Regions from separate parts of the Mus musculus genome. Here all the other regions are linked to region 2. Evidence: chromatin contacts called from public promoter capture Hi-C data. All regions are on one chromosome and are shown on one strand. The core of a region is the stretch at or near the end of the contact, and the rest is flanking DNA. Distances in the headings are between cores, read along the strand shown. Region 1 overlaps Gm46781 (a long non-coding RNA gene). Region 2 holds the start of Rtf2 (replication termination factor 2). Region 3 holds the start of Prelid3b (PRELI domain containing 3B).

Region 1 (2,700 bases), core at 23-2,522, 2.2 Mb after region 2:
GAAGGGGGCTAGATGGATGCTATAGGCGGGGCACACTGTTCATGAGGGACAGATGCGAAGGACAGGTCTCCATTAGTTATGAAATCCTCTGGTCCCTTCTAGGCTAGCCATACTTGAACCACAGGTACACAGTTACATCTTGGTGAAGCCAAGAGGAAAATGGTTTTTCGAGGTGCCTGGCCTCTGTTGGAGGTCTGACCATAGCATGCCATTAGCAACCTGTGAGAGCCCAAGGGGTTACTTCAGTGCCCCAGCTGCTGTGGATGCTTAGGGTTTAACCATTCACATGGAAGCAGACATGGTGGAAACATATGTTCCCAGAAGGAAGATCTGTCTCATGAAGGTGGTGGGGGCAGGGAAAAGTGATGCCTTGTGTTACGTCATCTTTGCAACTTGCCCGAAGGGTGGGGCCTGCCCAGTGCTACTTTATGGGAAGAATGTGGAGTCTTGTGTTTTAAGTTTTGGATTTTTATCTCTCAATACACTCCATGATCTATCCTCTGGTCTTACCGTACAATTCCTCTTCTTCACAAATCTCGAAGGAAACTGTCACTCTTGGGTGAGCCACATGTTTTCTAATAGTGTCCCTGTTCCCCAGGGTGAAAAGCTTGTCCTGGCAAAGCCCTTAGATGCAGAGCTCTCCCTAGTTACCACACATGGCTCATAGGCAAGCTTGACGGGCGTTCTCTAGTCTTTCCTGGTTCTCAGGTAGCCTAGGATGGTCCGGAACGTGCTACATAGTTGAGAATGACCTAGACAGTCTGATCTTCCTGCTGCCACCTTCTGATGGTGGGATGACAGGTGTGCTATGCACTCTGCAGATCACAAACCCAGGGCCTGATGCATGCTAGACAAGCGCTCTACCAACTGAGCCACACTTCCATCCCTGGCTCCTTCAGTCATGGCTCTGAGGAGCCAGTAGAACTGGGGCTTAACCTCAGATGCTGAGCTCTGCCCCATCCTGCATGGTGCCTAGCTTAGATAAAGACTTAAAGACTGTAATGGAGTAAGTCTAGCATCATACCGAATATGAATCAAGGAAAGCAGAATGCAGCCTGACGGAGAGCTCTCTGTAGATAACCATGGGGCTGGATTCCTGCTCCAGCCCCTGGACTGACACAGCCTGGCCCACATGCAGCCCCCTTCCACCACCAGCCCTCCCGCCCCAAGCTGTAGCCCCTGCCACAGCTTGCCTCTTCCTCTGTGACCTGCCACAGGCCTCACATCCTGTGAGGAGGCCCTAGAAACCAGTTCTGTTGATGAAAACACTCGCGCTCTTCACCACAGGAAGCATGGGCCTCACGTTCACAGTGATAACCGCCCAGTCTCTTCACAGAGAGTAGAGGGGAGCACAGACTAGCTTTGTACCTAGATTAGGAAGCATGTGTTCCCTCCCCTCCCCCTCAACAATTCTCAATTCACCTCACATGAAGCCTCCTGCCCCCCCTGCTTCCTATCCGAGAGTAGGAAGCAGGACATTTGGGAAACAGAGACCATGTCCCCCAGAGCTTTGTAAGAACAGTAAGAAAACAGGATATTAGTAATGACAGGAGCCCCCTGGCCTCGGCCCCAGGTAAGGCGTTTAGATAAAAATCTAGGACACCCGGCTAAATTTTAAATTTCAATTAAACAGTGACTATTGTCTTGATACAAGAAGGTCGTATAGAAGCAGTTCTTCCTAAAACACTACTCAACTGTTCCCAGGAAATATCAATTTAACTAAGAGTCCTGTAGTTTTGAGTTTGTGACAACTAGTCACTGAGGCCTAGGGAACCGACTTCTTCACCCAGAGGCCGTTCTGAGCCCTGTGCTGCAAATCAAGAGCTCCCTCCATGCAAGCAATACTTCACTCTGGACATTTTACATCGGGAGTTTTTGTACAGAGCTGTCTTGGTATGCATTGTCCAGAGGAGAAACTGAGGCTGTGAGGCTGTGCGAGTTGCTGAAGTGATCTGATCTGATCTGCCAGCTCCTAGACCGTCTCCATGCGTAGTACTCACTGGCAGTGGGTGGGCGAGCGGCGGCGCCAACTTCAGAGAGGCAGTAATAACAGGTTAGCTTGGGAAAGCTCTGTGCAGAGATGGGAAGGGTTGTGTCAACACATGCAAATTATATGCAAATACACTTGGCCCTCCTGGCAGGCTCACCTAGGTGGGAGATCCATGAGCAGTCCCCCATTGCCCATGGGCTTCTAACAGGGGCAAGGGTAACAGGTTGATAGCCCCTTGTGTTCCCAGCGCACGTGGGCTGGGGTGAGTGCACACCCGAGTTCTCGTGTTCTCTCTTCTCGGATGTGGATGTGAGGGGGCTGGTGTGGAGGTGGATACATGAGGCTATGGGGCGTGGTGATGTGTGCGTGACCTGCCACCTTGATCTGTGTATTCCCAGCAAGCCACAGGGCTCCTGTCTCCTCAGATAACCTCCTCCAAAGCTTTGGTGTTGCTCTATGGAGAGAAGGAAGCATCCCCTTGGGACTGTGTCTACTGAGATGCCCTAGGACCAGAGAGAGTCCTTGGAGGATAATCCTTTTCTCAACAATACTACAATTAGCATTGATGCTATACCTGGCCCTGCGGCTAATGCTGTGTACTTAATTATCCAGGCCTGGGGTTTGTGTTGCCCTGAGGAAATTCAGTGGGTAGGTAGAGTCACTTGACCACACTTAATGGCAAAGTAAGCAGAGAACAAGTCCACAGCTGC
Region 2 (2,700 bases), core at 5-2,504:
TGAAAGAGCCATCGACAAGTTGAGGGTGTTTAGTGTCATAAAGCTGAAGGCACAGTAAGTCACTTCTTAGGCCTGCAACCACCTAGGATCCCAGGAGCATTGGAGTCCCAGAGGACACAGCACTCCCCTAAGTGAGGGTGAAAAGGCAGAAAAGATGGTCATCTGAGACTATCTGGTCACTTTAAGCAGTGTGGGCTTCAGAATGGCCACCTTGCAGGACTGGTGTAGACACAGAAATGAAGGAGGCCATACTTATCCCAGGACTGCTCACTTATGCATACCATTTGCCCCTGTTGTTCCTCTGGGCCTACAGCTCATGTTAGTACCCCAAAGGCAGACTAGGGGGTCACTGAACCCCTTATTTGTTCTCTTCCCAATATGATCACCCTCCCCTTTCTCTGTCTGCACTAATCTCTGTAGCTGGTACAATGGGATGAGTGGCTACTCTAAGCTTGTTGGAGACACTGTAGCCCTAGCTTCTGCCCAAAATACATCTGGATACAGGGTGGAGAGGCGCTCAGTGGCTAAGAATGCTTGCTGTTCTTTGAGTAAGCACAGGATGGATTCCCAGAACCCCAGCAGCTCACAACCATATCAACTCCAGTCCCAGGAAGATAGAACACCCTCTTCAGGCCTCGACAGGCATCTGCAGTTAGGTAGCGCACAAGCAGGCCCACCCACCACGTCTTTTTTTTTTTTTTTTTTTTAATTTTATGTATTTGAGTACACTGTAGCTGTCTTCAAACACACCAGAAGAGGGCATCAGATATCATTATAGATGGTTGTGAGCCACCATGTGGTTGCTGGGAATGGAACTCAGAACTTCTGAAGAGCAGTCAGTGATCTTAACCACTGAGCCATCCCTCTAGCACCCACAACGTCTTTTCTTTTCTAAGTCTGGATTTAAAATACATGAGAGGTAGCTGAGAAGACAGATTCCGGCCATCTCCTCCTTAGACTTACAGCACTACTGGTCTGCAAAAATGCCAGAGACGCAGACCTCGGGACAACCCCGACAAATGTTCTCCCGTCCTCCCTCAGGCCCAAGCTTACGGAACCACAGAGGAAAAAACAGGGACCGCCCACGACCGGAAGTGGACGCACTCCAAGGATGCTCCAGCACGTCGCCCTGAAACCACGCCCAACTCCCGGACAAGATTTTCAAGACAATTGGTGTGGACCAAGGCCTCGCGCGGCGACCCCGCCCCTTTCGCGGCGCGCTGGTTGTGTGCGTCATCAAGGAGCGCCGGAAGTAGGTAGGGTTTCGCCAGAGACCCCGGAAGCGACGGCTTCTCGTCTTTGCTAAGGCTTCTGGTTTTTGCTACGGTTTCTGATTTCGGCTTTGGGATGGGTTGCGACGGAGGCACCATCCCCAAGAGGCACGAGCTGGTGAAGGGGCCGAAGAAGGTCGAGAAGGTCAGTGGGGACTGCGGGCTGCGGGGCTCGGGATGAACGGTGGTCACAGCGCTTGTGGAGGGTTTACTGTTTGCAGGCACTGAACAGTACGGTTAGACTGGGATCCTCCCCACAGACGCTGTGTTGATTTGAAACATTAACGTTGAACGGGACGGAGACTGGAGAGCTAGTTAGTGGCCCAGCCAGGACTGGAACGTATCTGTAGCTAGCGACGATCACGGTGATAGATGCTATTTATGGACTTTGTGTGTTTTTGTGAAAGGCTCTCACAGTGTGGCCCTGGCTGGCTGGGACTCCCACCTCTGCCTGCTGAGCACTGGGATTAAAGGTGTTGGCCAACAGGCCTTGGTATTTGAATAATACTTTTTTTAAAAATGTTTTGTGTGTGAGTGTGGTATCCAAGGAGGCCAGAAGAAAGCATCGGACGCCCGGGAGCTAGAGCTACAGGTTTTTGTGAGCCATTAATCTTGGCTGTTAGAACCAAACGCGGATCCTTTGGAAGAGCAGTACACAGGCTTAACCACGGAGCCATCTCTCCAGCCTGAGCTTTGTGTATTAAAGTCTCCCCAAACCATTCCCCTTTGTGAAGTCACACCCTTCTTAAACTAATTATCAGCTCTTAGCACTCTGAATTGGTGGTTGAGCCCAGCTGATGGTCACGTGACTGCAAGCTCCTCCTGGTGAACTCTGTGCACTGTTTTTCTTCCAGAACTAGCACAGTTTCTGCCACAGTGAATATTTTTGAATAAATGCGTGGGCATTCTGTAAATCTTACAAGACATTGAGCAAAGTGTGTACTTAATGGATGGGAAATTGAATGCCGCAAAGTTAGTTAACACCACTGACGTGGCCTAGAGTCATGAACCACTGTCCCCATCCATTTATGTGCATTTCAAAGCTAGTGTTGATGATGACTGTTTAATAATAGAAGGCACAGAATGCCCCCGATACAGTTCCCAGCACGGGGAGAGAATGCCCCCGATACAGTTCCCAGCACGGGGAGGATCATGTTTCCTGATCCAACATTCAGAGAACTTTGGGATGGGAGGTGAATCCCATCCAGTGTTGTACTTAAGACACTGCATAACTTCCTGACACATCCCTAATAAACTCCATTGGGTCCTGTGTGAACAAACCTCTGCTTGTCTTTTTGCCCTCTCTTCTGCCCCTCTTTAGCTCTTTCACTCTGTTCTAGATACCATAGACCTTGCCCCAGCGTCCTGAACATTCCTCACTCATAGTGACATCATGACTTGGGGGGGAGGGGCCACTTGAAGCAAGGTC
Region 3 (2,700 bases), core at 86-2,585, 2.0 Mb after region 2:
TTGTTCTGAAACAGACAGCATCCTAAGGACCACAGCCCCTCAGTCCCAGAAGTGGTACAAACGTTGAGAGTCCCTTCTAGTTCTAGTAGTTTGTCCTTTCTGGGACACAGCAGGTACTCAGATATGATCTACTATGTAAAACTTCTTTTACAATTACCCTCAGTAATCAGGATTGGCATTTGTAGATTAAAAGGCACCATAAAGCTATACTATTAAAACAGTGTGGCAACATTGGCCAAGTGAGTGAAGGAGCTCAGATCATCTGGAAGTGGTTTCGGATGTAAGTCAACAATAACTATGACAAGATGACATTGTAGAATAGAGCACAATAAATCAGTCAGAAAGGAGGGCTGGAACAAGGCGTAAACCAGTTATTTAGGTAGAAAGCTCTGTTGTTCTTGTGTGTGGCACCATGAACCTGGGTGGTATAATTCCCAACACCCCACTGACTCTGATCCTGTTTCCCACTATAAGTTCAGAGAACCATAAAGCTGTGACTGGATGTGATAGCAGACACTGGCTATCAGTCAGCTGTCATGGCTGAGAGGAATAGGAAACAGAGGTGACAAATTATCTGCAAGAGCAGGCCCTGGTCTCTAGATCAAGAGATCTTGATCAAGAAATCAAGAGATCTGCTCTCCAGATTGACTGTCATCAATGTTTGGCATCATGGTAGCATGAGCTGAGACCAACAGGAAGACACTCCACGTGGGTGGCCAGCTTTCTAGATGTCCGTGGGGGTGAGGGGCGCTATAACATGGGGGATTTCAGTCAGAACAACCCAGGTCACTCAGGCCATCATGCCATCACTGGGGTTCAGCCACGACACCGTGAGTCTGTCAGGTATCAGTCAGGGCACTCCAGCCACCACAAGCCGTCGGGGTTCAGTCAGGTCCCGGTGAGTCTGTCAGGTATCAGTCAGGAAACTCCAGGATACCCTGGATACGTCGGCGCTCAGGACACCCCAAAACCCTGTGAAGCCCTCGGGCCTCGTGCTCTGTGACCCCTGGAGTCACTTCCGGATCAGGCTCGACGGCCCGCTCTTGTCTTCCGTCAGTGGCGACGGTGTGGGAGGAATTCCCAGGCCTGGGGACAGGGAGCCCTAGCTCGGGTCGGGGTCGTGACCTTGGCGATCCCCCCGAGTCCCGAGCTCCGCTTGTCTCGCTACACCCGACGCCAGGAAGTTCCCCGAGGGCGCCGGAGGCGGGCGCCGCACCCACACTCACTCAAAGACGTGCTCCGAAGTCCAGATCTTCATGGTGCCAGCTGCCTGCCCGGTGTCCCTCAGTGTCCGGGGACAGTGAGGCACAGAAGTTCGCCGGCCCCGCCCCGTCCCGGCCGGCCGGCCTCGCAGCGCGCAGGCGCCGTCGAGCCAGGCGCTAGGACGCCCGGAAGTGCCATCCCGCGGCCTAGCCAAGCCGGGTTTGGCTCCGCCCCGCGGCGCAGTCCTGCCCAGTCTTCTTGGCTCAGAGCAACCAAGCCCCGCCCCCCATGCTCGGCGCAATCAAGTCCCTCCTTCGTGAAGGCTCAGTGCGCCGGCGCAGAGCCGAAAAGTGAGGCGGCCGGCCGGCGCCGCACTACGCATGCGCGGGCCTTGGCGGCGGGACTTTTTGGCTGGTTTGGCGGGTTGCTGATATGTGTCTAAAGTTCTCATTGGATGTGGCTGAGCCTGGCGGCGTTTGCCAGAGTACGGTTTTGTGGTGTGGTCTTAGAGAGTTAGTCCCACCTCTTCAATCTAAGCAGTGGGGTGGCGGGACAGGGGTGGTTTCAATCAGCACCCGTGCCCTTGCCAGCCCAGGGTTGGTTACCCTTGGTGGAACAGGCCACCCAGACAGGGCTGGACCAATTGCTCTACGGTCATAGGTCATCTCCATCACCATTTCTCAGTGATGCCCACGCCCTCCTGTGCCTCCACAACTTCCTGTTACATATTCCTCAGCAATTACCACTCTGGAGTCATCTTGTTTATCTGTTAGCTCCCATTGTAAGTCATCCCCCAGAAAGCCAGCCCTGGCCTGTCTCCATCATGGCACTCAGCACCTCTGGATAGCAGGGGTTTAAAGGTTATTGAAAATGAAATAGTTATTTGAGGAATGAATTAATTAGGCCATTTAGTTTATCTGCTTGACTTCTAGTCTGTAGGCACGTGAGGGTGAGGCTCTTGCTAGGCTTGTTCAGTGATTTCCTCCCTGTACCTAATAATTACAGATGACATTCGTGAGAGAATGACTAAGAAGTGAGGGGGCAGGAGCGGATGGCATGTGGTTCTATTCAGAGATGTGCCGGGTAAGATGGACGAACTGCTTGGCTTGGGTTTCAGGTGTAGCTTCCCACCTCTGCGCACCCTGTTCCCCGCATCCTGTGCCTCCCGACAGAACAATTTGCCTTTTGAAATGACAGTTGGAGGAAAATCTTTGCATCTCGGTACTTAAAGAGCTACTTAGAATTACCCTTTGTCCCTAGTTTGTTCAATTGTTAAAAACAAATAAAGCCAGGTTAATTTAGGAGGGTGGATCATTTTTTTTTTTAAAATAGCCAAAGCAGTTTATATTTTAAAAGATAGAAAAATTATATTAGACAGGAAGGAAATAATATGGTTGGTAGCTGCTAAGTGTAATTTGTTTTACCTGGGGGATTATATATATATATATTCAGTACTTTGAGTGATTTCTTGGGGAGATAATGTTTTAAGGGCTGCTG

What was found. Promoter capture Hi-C pulls out the DNA fragments that hold promoters and counts their contacts.
Region 1: a promoter capture Hi-C map of pre-B cells shows a contact between it and region 2, with 5 times the contacts expected there. The contact joins the enhancer-like site here to the promoter of Rtf2 in region 2. A contact is called at or near these places in 4 of 39 promoter capture datasets (the C10 cell line, hippocampal neurons, liver and 1 more) and 1 of 484 Hi-C or Micro-C datasets (CD4 T cells).
Region 3: a contact with region 2 is called in a promoter capture Hi-C map of liver, with 4 times the contacts expected there. The contact joins the promoter of Prelid3b here to the promoter of Rtf2 in region 2. A contact is called at or near these places in 5 of 39 promoter capture datasets (the 3T3-L1 cell line, 3T3-L1-derived adipocytes, erythroid cells and 2 more), 1 of 484 Hi-C or Micro-C datasets (regulatory T cells), 2 of 115 datasets of contacts at active chromatin or transcription factors (astrocytes and thymic regulatory T cells) and 2 of 9 other capture datasets (adipose tissue and liver).

The regions. Positions count from the first base shown.
Region 1 is chr2:174,601,204-174,603,903 of GRCm38.p6, forward strand. Gm46781 (a long non-coding RNA gene) reads right to left here. Exons shown (of 2, transcript XR_003953979.1): 2 at 1,609-2,070. It also overlaps a transcript of Zfp831 not described here. Among named protein-coding and RNA genes, the nearest start is that of Gm46781, 4.5 kb to the right of the region's middle. Within about 2 kb of position 1,273, at least 105 of the 459 cell types and tissues checked have an H3K27ac peak or open chromatin away from gene starts, as enhancers often do. A contact at or near this core is called in pre-B cells, where this site is marked.
Region 2 is chr2:172,439,324-172,442,023 of GRCm38.p6, forward strand. It overlaps Rtf2 (replication termination factor 2), which reads left to right and starts at 1,255. Exons shown (of 9, transcript NM_025542.2): 1 at 1,255-1,416. The coding sequence starts at 1,348.
Region 3 is chr2:174,471,606-174,474,305 of GRCm38.p6, forward strand. Prelid3b (PRELI domain containing 3B) reads right to left here and starts at 1,336. Exons shown (of 6, transcript NM_025531.2): 1 at 1,227-1,336. The coding sequence starts at 1,258. It overlaps Gm38546 (a long non-coding RNA gene), which reads left to right and starts at 1,406. Exons shown (of 2, transcript XR_867090.2): 1 at 1,406-1,984; 2 at 2,209-2,504.